Regions from separate parts of the Nothobranchius furzeri genome. Here region 2 is linked to region 1. A link is a contact called in public Micro-C data. All regions are on one chromosome and are shown on one strand. Each heading gives the region's core, a stretch centred on a gene start, on an enhancer-like site or on the middle of the called end of the contact. The rest is flanking DNA. Distances are from core to core; before and after follow the strand shown. Region 1 has its middle 140 kb from the start of LOC107381080. Region 2 has its middle 200 kb from the start of LOC107381080.

Region 1 (6,984 bases), core at 3,009-5,508:
GCCTACGTCTTTTCCCTTTTGGTCAGTTCATGGTCCCCCGAAGAACGAAAAAAATGAATACAAGTCAACGGGGCTAAAATAACCATTTTGTAATCCACTTTGTCTTATGCCCTGAATCACACATATGTTAAACTTCTATTTAAATTAAAAATAATGAAGTGTGTTTTGGCCATGTCAGTCATGTACTTTGAGATTTATCAGCTTGTAAAAGTTCTTAATTAGCATGACTACAAATCAGACATCAGCACGTCAGCATATGACTTCACCACATAATCTCTTCTCCCCTAGCGTAGCTGCTACTTACCACACGGCCATATTCATGGTGGTTCTTTCGTCCTAAAGGAAAGATTTGAAGTTTGCTGAACTTACAGCCATTTTCCGTCTGCCTTTTTCCGTGCCTAGTTCAATGACGTCATTTTCGTGAAGCGCATTTGTAGTCTTAGACGTATTTTCTTACATAACCCAAAATAGCATTTGCCCCCCGTTTCAAAATAAGCACGTTCTTGGTGTCAAAATGCATCTTTAAAATTCACTAACATCATATGGGAAATCCCATAACAAATGGGATTAGAAAACAGCATTATTAGCCCATCAACATATAAAAATAAGGATATAGCCCACCCAAGTTGAAGCCAAAAATGGGAGCCCAGACAGTCCAAAAATGGGAAAAGAGGTGGAGCTGAGGGTGGGGCTGTTACGTTTGGAACAGGGTTGGAACAAATGAAACCAATCTAGCTACTAGCTAACTGAGCTTACCCAAGAAGCTAAGACAGGCACCAGAGACAGCAGGGTAGCCCACCCGCATGGCCAACCAACTTCAATGCGAGGCTGTAGTCATTCTGGTCGCCTGTGGCGATTTAATATGGACTGGGACTGTTAAATTACAAGCAGACAGCTGCGACCGGGAGCCCTGGCCTTCCAGATCAGCTCCTTCTCCACGGGCGGATATCAGTGGGACATTGGCTACATTCTAACACGGTAAAACGTCTCCAGCATCGTCGCTCTACCGCATTTGTCTTGCTCAAGTTGCCCGGAAAAACTCTGTTAGCTTTAGGTTAGCATGTAGCTAATGTCCCACTGATCTCCAACTGTGAAGAAAGAGCTGATCTGAAAGGCCAGGGCTCCCGGTCACGTCATTTGCAATCATAGTATGTCCAAGGAAGGTCCTATCTTTCTTGCCTCTGGATATTATAGTGCTAAGTTCATATTTTCTTTACAAAACTCCCCAAAATAGCTTTCTGTTTGTGGCGATGGCAGGAGAACAGTCTTCACTTAGCATGGGAAGACGGCTTGCTGCTAAATGAAATAGCCAATCATAGTAGAGCCATTCTGTGCTAAGAAAGACATGATCATCCTAGGTCATCCTAGGATTGCAAATGATGCTTCAAGCGTTACTACAGCATTACATGGGAGCCAGTCCGCATGTTGGCTGCCGCAGGAAACAGGAACAGCCAACCGCCTGCTCTAGCAACTTGTCTCGGGCAGGAGACAGAAGACAGGCATCAGCTCAAGTTCCTTATCCAGCCAGCAGTCCCACTAACATGTTTGAACAAGCAGTTAAATGACAGCATACCCCCCCACCCCCATTGAACCAGCGAAATAAAGTACAGAAATATCATTTTACTTACGATAAAAAGAAGCAGAAACTGCTTGGATGATCTTTTAGCGCAGTCAACAACCACAGCTTGCCCTTTTTGTCCAAGTAATTCCATGATTAACATCCAAACACAGACACAGACAAAGCTAAAGTTCAGAGAGTCGAAATGGTCGAACATCTATTAACGTGAGGCCCAGGTCCAGGCTGAGGCCTTTCTCCGGAGCTAGCTCTTAAGTCACGTGACTCTGGTGCTAATTAATTACTCAGAATTTTAAGCATTTCATTCCACTTAAAAAAAAGTTACCAAAAATTTGCCCCCTCAGGGTTGTCATGAATATAAACTAGATCTATTCAACCTAAAATGGTTTTGGAACTAGGCTGTAAACATGTTTGCTGTGAAATTGGTATTTTAACAAGTCAATGAGGATTTGCTCACTTCTGGTGCCACCCCCTGGTGGATGAGGCTGGAACTGCAATTTAGCCCCTCCTCCTTGGCTTCAAAAAATGTAGACCATAATGGCCCCTTGTTTCAGCCTCATTGACTTGCATTGATTTGCATCCATGTTTTATTTATTATTATTATATTTTCTTTCGTTCTTCCAGGGCCCATGGTCCGGAAGTAGATGTACGTAACTTGGCCTCCCTATTGAGTCAGTGATGGTCGCATTGCTGTTAGCCAATCAGAGGAGAGATGGCCAAATATCAGGAAACAAGACTCCAGATCCCGTCGCCTGAAGCCAAGCCACGTTTGCTTTCCCCATTAGCGGGTTGCTTTTCTACTCATAACTAAAAACTTTGGATCATATTTGAGAATATAAACTTTATTTCAAGTAGTCAGTGCTTTTGCAGATGAAGCCATTTTTCTTTTCAGACTGAAAATAAGATCTAAAACCAAGCCTTTTGTTACCGTCTTGAAAATCTGTTTTAGCAGTGTATTAAAAAATCTAGATGTGAAGTCAGATTTATGCATCCAGTTCAGTCTTATATTACAAGATTCAGCAAATAAATGAATGATTTAAAGTCGGGCACATCCATGGGCAGCCCAGTGCTGCTGCCAAGTTTTATTGGACTGTATATTTACATCACTGAAAGAGATCTGCTTTAAACATTTTAGTCAAGTGGCATTTGTTTTTATTTACCTGTTTTGTATATTTAATTCATGAATTTGTTTGATTAACTAATTGATTAACATGCTGGCTGACCATAACCTCTACATATCGGCATCGGCATCGACAATAGAAAACCCCATATCTGTCTAAGTCTACGTTCAACCAGAGGAAACTTACTGCAGAGCCTGATTTGAGGTTTTTGAGGACGGAAGAAGGACAGACACGATGGACTCGATGTTTGGTGTCAGTCATTATTTTAGAGTTGGGTTTTAGCAGATCTTTCTGTTCTGTTGTAGGAAATCTCTGTCAGGTCGCCAGGTGAGGGTTTCGTGTGAGAAGAAACCCGAGAAGTCCAAATGCAAACAACAAAGCAAATGCATCAAACTCATAAAAGTTTTCTTTGAAAGACAAACATTTAATTTGTCGTTGCGTACGTGAAAAACCACCAGAGCTGACGAGGACTGGGAGGAGGAAGAGAGGAGGCCTTTGAGCATCCAGAGACGGGTCAAGAGGAGATGAAAGGAGGAGCGAGGAAGAAAGAGGGGCCACACGTTCATCATTCTGAGCCTGTGTGATCACAAGGCCCAGCAGCAAAACCGTACAACAATGGCCCCTGTGTGTGTGTGTGTGTGTGTGTGTGTGTGTGTGTGTGTGTGTGTGTGTGTGTGTGTGTTATCTCCGATAAGGCGGGCTACGCTTCCGTCTCTTCTCAGCTTCTCTGCATCTCCTCTCTCTTCTCATGCCTCTGCTGCTGGTGCTCCTTCGTGCCTCCTCTCCTGCTCTCTTTGTCCTGGGTCCTCGGAGGCCTCTCCTAAGATGAAAGGGAGGTGAGATAAGGGCAGGTAAGGGAGTGCAGGAAGGGAAAACGGCAGAAGGGAAAGTGATAAGGAGGAAAACAATGAGGGCTTTGATGGCATGTGAGCTGCTGTGTGTGTGTGTGTGTGTGTGTGTGTGTGTGTGTGTGTGTGTGTGTGTGTGTGTGTGTGTGTGTGTGTGTGTGTGTGTGTGTGTGTGTGTGTGTGTGTGTGTGTGTATGTGTGTGTGTGTGTGTGTATGTGTATGTATGTAATTTTGCCTGCACAGGTAGCTTTTTATGAGAAGAGTTTTGCTACTTTCTGCAATTTAGGCTGCACCGATGAGCTCATATCAGAAACAAATGACTTCCTGTTCACTTTTTGACCTTTCCATTGATCCATTTCTACACCTATTTCACTTTTAGCACAAAATAATCTCTCAAATTCACCTGTTTCTCCCATTCTGAAGCTCAGCAACCTCCTTCTTCTGTCTCTGTTGGGTTTGGATTTCCAACCTGCACTGTTTTAGTCATTACGGCTTCACCCACCACACAAAACGTCCATTTTTGGCCCAAAACATTCACCTGCCACCACGTTGTGTGTGTGTGTGTGTTGTAGCCTCGTGTGAAAAGATGCCTAGCTTTCCCAGAAGGGTCATTAAAATTTTATCTCATTCGAATATGAGTGAGAAGGTGTGAGGGCGGGTGTTTGCATATACAGCAGATGCTCGCCAGGACTCCGACTGCGGGAAAAAAAATCCTGGATTAGAACCAAAATAATGAATAGGAGGTTTGTGTCACAATATATTTTCCCTTCAGCAAATGCTTCGTCAGACTTTGTTGTGTCCCATAGAAGATATTGCCCACAAACCTTTGTGCAAAAAGCCAAATATAATCAGTTTTTCAATTAAATCTGCTATTTAACTCTAATGTGTGTTTGTGCTTAAAATTAGTATTAGGGGAGGGGGGGGGGGGGGGGGTTTCAGATGAAATCAAACTTCAGCAAGGCCTCTGGACTGAACTTTCCACATGGGATTGCCAACTTTTAACCAGGGAGCTCCTTTTCGCCCTCTGGTGTTTCATCAGGACTCATTTACCTCAAACCTGTCAGGGCTGTGCAGTTCCTGTGTTGGCCAACAGGAGGCAGCAGAAGCTCAAATAGGTCCAATCGTTCTGGAGGCTTGACTGTGGATGATGGTCAACAGGGGGCGATGTTCTACTGCAGCTGAAGTTGGATTTAGTCTCAAACGTGCACATTCATGCAGAAATATTAATTTCATCACATAAGCTCCACGTTGAACAAGGAAGGCAACAGCTGATGTTCTAATTTAATATTTATTACATGTCTAAGCAGTGAATGATGTGTGACACCCACACATTTGTTTATAATAAAGTGAGTGTTTATAGGACACCTGACAGATCTAGTTAGCTTTTGTGAAGTCTAAGTAAAACCTCAAAGGTTTTGAAGCATGTTTTTGTGGAATATCATAGGAACCTCTATGAAGGGCCTCAGTTTGAATAAAGACAGATTAGACCAAACCAGACTGAGTGAGATCTGTTACAAGTGTCTGAATACAAATTGTATTGTAGTTCATGCTAATTACACTTTATAGGCATTTGCAGCTGCATCATAATTCCACATCTTGTGCTTACCTGAGCAGAAATTAGCTGTTAAGCTAGCTACTTAAGCTCTTCAAGTGAGTGTAATAATTCTTCTGGCGGAACAACCATCAAATATGACGAAGGTAGGGTTCATAAAAGCATTTGTTAAACATTCTATGACTTCTTGGCAAACAAGAATTATTTTCAGACCCCTTTAAACAGCCCCTATTGTTATCTGGTCAATTAGAAACAACCAGTTTTGACCCTCTTTCCGTCATTCTTCCCCACATCTCTCCAACATGCGGATTTAATATAAGAAAAATAAATCTTGAGGATTATTTTGTCAACTTAAAGGTGTAATTTGTAAGAATGACACCCTGTGGTTAAATGTGGTTACTGCAGTCCGTTTTTAAAGGTGTGGTTCTCTGAAAAACTATTTTAAAAGTTTCTGTCATTCTGAGTTTTTCATGCAGGCTAAACATGAAAACAGTCTTCTACACCTATCTCCTGCTTTAGCTTCTGATAGGAAATAGACAGTTAAAATCTGGGATTTGAAAAGCCCGACAGATCTATGTAACACTGTGAATTAGCATTCATAGACTCACCAATCTTGACTTATGATGAGGAAGGCTGTTGTTTTAACAGCAGCAGATGTCTAGGCTAGTTTAGGCTAACACTAGCATTAGCAACTTCACCACACGGCAGAAGATTCTCCAGATTTGTCTTATTTGCAATGATAAAACATTCATGTTGCAAGTCAGTGATAGTTGCGTTGCTGTTGAGATGTCCAAACATCAGGAAGTGAGACTCAATAACCTGCCGTCTGAAGCTCACCTGTGATGTGGGCAACGTTTACGTGCAAAACATACGTTTTTGGTGAATTCCGAAGGTACATTGCGGCTAGCAAGCGGTGATTTAAATACGCCACTGCTATGTGGCCGCGGGTTTTAGTCAGCTGTTGGTAAAATACCATTGAAAATTCATAACTTCTCTTGGCGACGTAAGCTTCAGCTGCATCTTCCCCTGATTCTGGTTAGGCTGACAGACTCCACTCACCACGTTGCTCCCCTGAAGCTAACACTGTTGAGCTCCTCGATGACATCATCAGCAAGCACATCCGGTTAGCCTGTTGTCTATACTTTTAAGTAATATGCCAAAATCACACCGGTTATATGTATACCCTTTAAACCTTGCGTTACTAATAAATTGTCATGTCTGATGTTAGCACTCTTGGGTGTTTGACAGTAGAGGGCACTCACTACACTTATTATGGCAGTTTATCCCCAGCGTCAAGGGAAGTGCGGTTGTTTGCCATCTTGCTGTTATAGTACTGAACGAGTCATTAAAGGAAGTAAAACGTCACGATTGACTCACTGTTCACTTCACACACGCATTTCACTGTAACATTGAGTTTTTGGTGGTAGATAAAGTAGTTTGAGATATTTGCTTCTAATTCATCGTTAGCATTGTTCGCTCAATGTTAGCCTCTAGCGTGCTTCACCCAATATTAAAATAAAAAGCAAAAACATGCCATGGATTCTTAGGGGTACAAGAAATAACTTCTGGGTCGCTCCTGGTTACTGGCTTTGGTTCTGCAGCGTTTGCTCAGTGTAGACTCAGCAACCACACAAACTCGCAGATTATAAAGATTAACTATGTATGTTAAATGGCCTGTATTTGTGTAGCGCCTTCTTAGGGTTCTACAACCCCCCAAGGCGCTTCACAACACAATCAGTCACTCACCCATTCACACACTGGTGATGTTGAGCTACAATGTAGCCACAACTGCTCTGGGACGCACTGACAGAGGCGAGTCTGCCGAACATTGGCGCCACCGTTCCCTCCGACCACCACCAGCAGGCCAGGTGGGTTAAGTGTCTTGC
Region 2 (6,984 bases), core at 1,824-4,323, 66 kb before region 1:
GACAGCAAAGCCAGAGGATTTTTGGTGGTGGAGACGAGGGAGTCTCTGTTTTTAGTTATATTTGTCTGTAGTTAGAGAGAGAGACACTAAACAGAAAAAAGTCACTCCCTAGCAGTTGCTCATTAGCAGCTCATCACTGCTGGGAAATACGTAGTAGAGGGATGTTATTGCGCAGGAAAACTAAATGAACAAAGGGTCAAAATGTATCACTGAATGCTAGTTCATTTAAATTAACGATTAAGATGCCTGAAATGATTAATTACAGGGGTCTTGTTCACGAGTGGGGGAAAGCTGGAGCGTGAAATCAACAGGCGGATTGGTGCTGCATCTGCAGTGATGCGGGCGATGTACCGGTCTGTTGTGGTGAAGAGAGAGCTGAGCCAGAAGGCAAGCTCTCAATTTACCCGTCGATCTACGTCCCTACCCTCACCTAAGGTCACGAGCTCTGGGTAGTGACCGAAAGAACAAGACTGCGGATACAAGCGGCCAAAATGAATTTTCTCAGCAGAGTGGCTGGGCTCTCCCTTACGGATATGGTGAGAAGCTCAGTCATCCGGGAAGGGCTTGGAGTAGACCTGCTGCTCCTCCACATCGAGAGGAGCCGGTTGAGGTGGCTCAAGCATCTGGTCAGAATGCCTCTTGGACGCCTCCCTGGTGAGGTTTCCTGGGCATGTCCAACTGGAAGGAGACCCAAGGGAAGACCAAGGACACGCTGGAGGGACTATGTTTCTTGGCTAGCCAGGGAACGCCTTGGAGTTCCCCTGGAAGAGCTGGTCCAAGTAGCTGGGAAAAGGGAAGTCTGGGCATCTTGGCTTAGGCTGCTGCCCCTGCGACCCGACTCCGGATAAGCGGCTGAAAATGGATGGATGGATGGATGAATTACAGAAAGCAGCTAGTTATCGTAGCTCAAATGATAATTTCACTTTAAAAATTTCATTGGTTAAAATATTGTGGTAATAATTTTTCAGATCTGTTTGGCCAGATTGTTACTAAGGGGGTTCTGCTTGATCGTCTTATTGTCATGGTGATAGGTTGACCATGGGCCACAACAGCTAAGCTATAAAAGAGGCTTTTTTTTGCGAATAAAAGTATAAAAATGTGAATATCTGCAGTGAAAGTTTGGTTTGATAGGAGTTGTTCACTAAATTGTTCAATTTTAATGGAATAGAGCTGAAAAGTGGTAAATCTGACAGGAGAGGATCTAAGCTGGATACAAGCGAGGATAGAGCTAAATGCAAAATTCTTAAATAGCATCATCCTTTTAACTAAATTAGAAACTCCCAGGTTTGTGACTAGATCACACAGGTGAACAGAAACATCATTTTTACTTGGATAAAATCAACAAACATGGAAACAACCAGCAGCTTTTTGTGAATTGTTTCAAGCTGTTACCGAAAGCCTCAGAGTCTCTTCATTTCATTAGCGAATCAGAAGTGTGCAGCGTTAGATGTTCAAAATAGGTTTTCTTACTCTCCCACAGATCATTGCTGCATCCTTTCTCTAAATGTGTTGATTAGCACATGGTTAATATGTCCAGAAATGTGTTCTTACTACCGTATTTTCCGGACTATAAGTCACACTTTTTTTCATAGTCTGGCTGGTCCTGCGACTTATATACCAAATTATGTATACCTTGCTGCTGCGGGCCAGCTCCGGTCCAGGTTTCTGCTCCTCTGCCCCGCTGGGAGGGTTTGAAACACCTTTTATCCTCTGCTGGAGACCATGGCGCGCTGCTGCGCCCGCGTTGTTTATTCTGTTATTGTTACCGGTACTTGTCTTGCAATGTGAAACACTTGGTCTCAGATTTTGTAAGAAAAATAATAAAATTTCCCCCCAAAATGCGACTTATAGTCCAGTGCGACTTATATATGTTTTTTTTTCTTCTTCAATATACATTTTATGGCTGGTGCGACTTATACTCCGGAGCGACTTATACTCTGGAAAGTACGGTATATTTTTAAATAATTCATGATTACGACACAATGTGTTTAAAATGTACTTCCAATACGGTGGTTAGAATGTATAGCAGAGGTCTTGTGATGACTTGAAAAAACCATACTAGACAGGAGATTTCAAAAGCAAGTTTGCTTAAGGGATTTCTGATGCTAGCATGGTGGCTAACCCTTTCACAGTAGCTGTTTTGACTTGCGAGAGCAGTGAGAGCACAGGTGTGCTAACAAGTGCTGAAGTCCTTTTGAAAGAACGACCCTCGTTAGCAAACCTGTGCTCTCACTACTCTTGCTAGTTAAAATGACAGCCGTGAAATTGTCCTGTGACGTGTTCATTAAGAAGATTTGCGTGAGCAGTAAATAGAGAGGAATTTGGCTGGAAAGTGGACCCAACCTGAGGAAATGGAGGTAAGCTGTGTCGGAATGGGCATGATATCAAAGTTATTTGTCTCTAGCTCGTGCAGGATATCCTCTGGATACAGAACCCCCCCCCCCCCCCACCCCCACCCCCCACCCCCCCACATACACACACACCCAATCTAATCCCCAGCCCTGGACTGTGTCTTGTTGCCACCACTATCTCTGGTCTTTCTTCTATCCATTGTGTCCTGAAGCCTCTGCATTTTATCTAATCTTTCACTGCCCGAAGGTTATTAGTACAATGTGCTTGATGTTGAACGTCTTTCATCCCAAGCACACAGATAGGCGTAAAGAGGCTAAAAGCTGGAAAAACAAACTGATGTGTTCTTTTTATTGTAGATTTAGATCACAGAAGCACTTCAGCTAAGCTTGTAGATCGTTTTCCATCCACTTATGTTAAGTTAACTCAATCAGAAGCCTCTATTTTTGTTCGTATATATTCTCCTCCTGAAACAATCACATTCTAACTGCACAAACTTAGGAAGAAAGTTTTGGATTTCTTGCAGAGCCAGTGTTTTGTACACACTAACCTAGTTGTGTCTGTCTTTATTTCCTTTTGTGCTTGTGTTGGCATAAATTCTTTTTTAACTGTTTGAAAATTATTTCTGCAAACCACATGAAGGCTTTCAGGCTGGATTTGACTGTGTTTAATGCACCGGTCCACCTTAAATATATTTGCATGCAGTTGTTCATTTCTGCCTGTGGGTGTCAGTGTTGCACCGTCTAAAACTCGTCTTAGACTTCTTAGAGAAGGGTCATGTTTTTAAGGTGGTCTGTGAGGATTATAAAATGTATTTCATAGTGAAAAGCAGCAGCAGATGATGAGAACAGACTCTGTGTAGTTTCATGATGATGTGGAGACATTGCCTGCATTAGTGCTGGTATGTCTTTTGCATTTTGTTTATATATATTATTTGCTTCTTTCTGTACATACTTTGCCCCCGTATGCCAGCCAGTGTCTTTGTGCGGCATGTGGTGGCTGTCACAGAGAAAGCAGCTTACGACTCCTGGTCCCGGCTTGGTCCTGGCTGAGTCGGTTGGCGACTGTCGGGGGGGGGGTGGGAGTGTCCCAGATTGCCACCAGCTGGGCTTTAGTGATCCTGGGGATTAATATGATTTCATCAGGGCCAGGGTCTGGCTCATACACATACACACAGATACATCTGTGCGTGATAAGCAATGTGCACGTAGTGCACTGCTTGTGCAGAATACAAACAACACATTTGGGCCGAAATTATCTATTTTAAAGGCTTTGAAGCCTCAGTTATGTTTAGGTCATGTGTGAAAAGGTGTGTCATCGTGCCAGGCTGCTGGAGCAAAGGTTGCCTGGAGGTGGTGGTGGGCTCTATGTGGATAAAAGGAGCCAAACAGCAACAGTTACCATGGTCCCCTGTGTATGTAAGAGCCTTGTGTGGTTGTGAGTGCAGTGTTGGAGGGTTGTGACTTTGGTGTAGGGATAAAACTTATTACAGCAATGGAGATCAGTAGCTTTTAGAATATGTTCATATCAGATATTTAATTTCCCACTCACAGCTGGAAACCCACTTTAAAATAAAAACTCTGCTGGGTAAAAATCTGATGCACTCATCCGGTCCTTTGTGCGTTTACACCGTGTCATACTGACTGTAGGATATTTCAATGACCAGTAGCTGGTATTTATTTTTTAGCTGGGTAAATGCACTTATGAGGCTCTTATTGTGAAGGGTTTGATGGTCATGTGAGGATAAAGAGCCAACACTTGGCTTAACTCAAGGGTGTCCAAGCTCTTCAAGATGAAGGCCAAAATCAGCAAGTTAGAAATACTCACTGTCCACAAATATCTGATCTTTAAAAAAAATTATTTTATATTTATAGGAGCCAGATCATGCTATTTTGAACATTTTAGAGCAAAGGTAGGCACAGAAAATGATAAAATCTTACTGTTGGCACTACTGAGATGTTGTTTTATCTTAAATGTGAGTTATTTTCATCAGCCTGTCTTTGTACCTGGAAATCAAATGCATTCATTCACTGAAATCTCACCTCCACCAGCCTGAGCTCCACCCATTTTTTAATATAACTCTCAAAGCATCATGGGCAATGATGAAGCAATGACCAATGAGAAGAAGCGTCTTTGGAAAAAGTGCCGGTGCCCGCTCCGGCATGTACAACAGCCGTCTTTAGGCAGTTCAATAGTTGTATTAGGTTTAGTGGTCTAGCAGTTAAAGCAACTGCCTTTCATCTGGTTTTTACACGTCCTGATGCCAGTTTGATTCCCAGAGCTCGGTCATCCGGGAGGGTTAGACCCACTGCTCCTCCACATCGAGAGAAGCCAGTTGAGGTGGCTCAGACATCTAGTTAGGATGCCTCCTGGGCGCCTCCCTGGTGAGGTTTTCCAGGCACATCCAACTGGGAGAAGACCTAAAGGAAGACTCGGGATACGCTGGAGGGACTGTTACACGGCTGGCCAGGGAACACCATGGGATTCCCTCGGAGCAGCTGGCCCAAGTGGCTAGGGAGAGGGAAGTTTGGGCCTCCCTGCTTAGGCTACTGACCCCAGATAAGCAGCCAATAATGGATGGATGGAAAAAAGGGTTAGTTGTGTATTTAATAGAACCACAGGTACTACCACGACCTGGAAATGAACTGGTTTAAGGTCATAGCAAAACACCAAGCAAGGCAGGTGCTCTATCCACTAACCCACCAAACCTGCTGCTACTGTTCAGTCGCCTTAGACACGTTCTGTGCTGGTCCTTTCGCACGTCTTTGTGGACAGAACATTACGTTTACAGTGCTGTTTTATCCTCAAAGCATAAGTAATTTCTCAGAGTATCCACTCTAGTACCGGTGGAGGTTTCTATCAGTCTTCTGTGACACAACAGTCAGACTAAAACGTTCTCAACTGCAGCGTGAAATCAACCACTCTATACCCCCAACTCAGAGACAGTGGACGTAAGTGACCAACTTTCAGGGGAGGCGGGCTTCAGATCCAAGTCTAGCTTCACGGGGAGGAGACACTTAGCCCATTGACTGGTTGTGTTGTAAAGTCCTTGGGCGGTTGTAGAACCTTAGAAGGTGCTATATTGACAGGCCATGTTCAATACAAGCCAGAAAAAACAAACTAATAAGCATTGTGCAAAATTAAGTGATATTTAATTCATGAATCAGCTCCTGAATGATTATCATAATGGACCTACTTCATCTTACGTTGAAAAATGACTGATTTACAGTCAAATCTTGGCTTGCCATTAGATATGTTAGCATTCAAAGTCTATACTGTAAATTACACCCTACTGCTCTACTAATGCATGAAACTTTGACTCAGTTTTTGTAAAACGACTTGAGCTTTAGCCTTCTTGCTTTCTGAGTTTCATTAAAGTCCATGCCGCAATTTACATGTTTAAACAACGAATGCATGCATATAGATTAGATTGAAGCTTCCTGATTTAAAAACAATTGGTAAAAAATTGGTCAGAATTCAAGTTTGTGTCCTGCATGCATGCACTCAGACCCGTAAAGCTCCTTCTACAAGAGACTCTGTGAGTGAACGTTTATTTAAGCCTGACTTGTGCCTGTGAGCGGTGCATGTCTGAACCGACCTAACTTGTCAGCTTCTCTTAGACACTGATCCTCTGAATGTTGTCATGCTGGTTGTACCGTTGACAAGCAGCCTGCTTTCACAGTGGAACCTCCTGACTGCATCCCCTCATAGAGCTGTAGAGCTCTACCGTTATTCCTCAAATGGTTAGCGTGCTGCAGAGAAGACCAATAGTGAATCCCTGAGGGGGTCTTGTGTCTCTAGTTGTCTGAGTGTGAATACCTGGCCATGTCTAAGGATGACTGTGCCTTTGTGTGTTTCTGGTCTGTCTGTTTTTATGGCCCTTTGTGAGCCTTCATTGATGTAAATGTGTGTGTGTGTGTCTGCATATTTATGTCTCAGTCTTCTTGTGTCTGAGTGTGAGTGTGTATGTGGCTTTTACTCTCAGGTGTGACCTTGCTGTTTGGTGTTGTGTAGCCTTCTACGTGTCTGGCTGTGATCAGTCGGTTTGGCTCCGAACTTAAAGAAAGGATTGAGTTTAAACCCTTTCAAGAGTTTGTTTACATAATACAGTGTCCACTATAGGGATTGTGAGAAAGATAATAACTGGCTTTATAAGTTAGGAATAATGAATAAATCTGACTTTTTCATCAGTAGAAATTAGGGCTGGGCGATATGGACCAAAACTTATGTATATCTCGATTTTTTTTGCTGAATTCCTATATACGATATATATCTCAATATTGTTCCTCCTGTAAAATGTTTACAAGTTAACTCACTTCAAACTGTCTTGAGAAATTATGCATAAATCAGAAGATTAAATGCATAAAAATGTAGTGATTTTTTGTCAAACCTTAGTGCCTATTCTCTACCAGTTTGAGCTTTAGAAACAATGGTACAGCTGTCTGTTCACACACACACACACAAACACACACACACACACACACACACACACACACACACACACACACACACACACACACACACACACACACACACACACACACACACACACACACACTCTCACACACACACACACAGAGTTGAGAGCTAGAGGTGTATCAAATGTCCCGCAGGCACTTTTTAATTATATATTTA

The links. A called contact is a pair of places that touch in the nucleus more often than the background predicts.
Region 2: a contact with region 1 is called in a Micro-C map of tail fin, with 20 times the contacts expected there. The contact joins two enhancer-like sites. A contact is called at or near these places in 2 of 2 Hi-C or Micro-C datasets (skeletal muscle and tail fin).

Annotation. Positions count from the first base shown.
Region 1 is chr14:50,242,760-50,249,743 of NfurGRZ-RIMD1, reverse strand. No RefSeq gene overlaps it. Among protein-coding and RNA genes, the nearest start is that of LOC107381080, 140 kb to the right of the region's middle. Within about 2 kb of position 4,258, at least 1 of the 3 cell types and tissues checked has an H3K27ac peak or open chromatin away from gene starts, as enhancers often do. A contact at or near this core is called in tail fin, where this site is marked.
Region 2 is chr14:50,307,695-50,314,678 of NfurGRZ-RIMD1, reverse strand. No RefSeq gene overlaps it. Among protein-coding and RNA genes, the nearest start is that of LOC107381080, 200 kb to the right of the region's middle. Within about 2 kb of position 3,073, at least 1 of the 3 cell types and tissues checked has an H3K27ac peak or open chromatin away from gene starts, as enhancers often do. A contact at or near this core is called in tail fin, where this site is marked.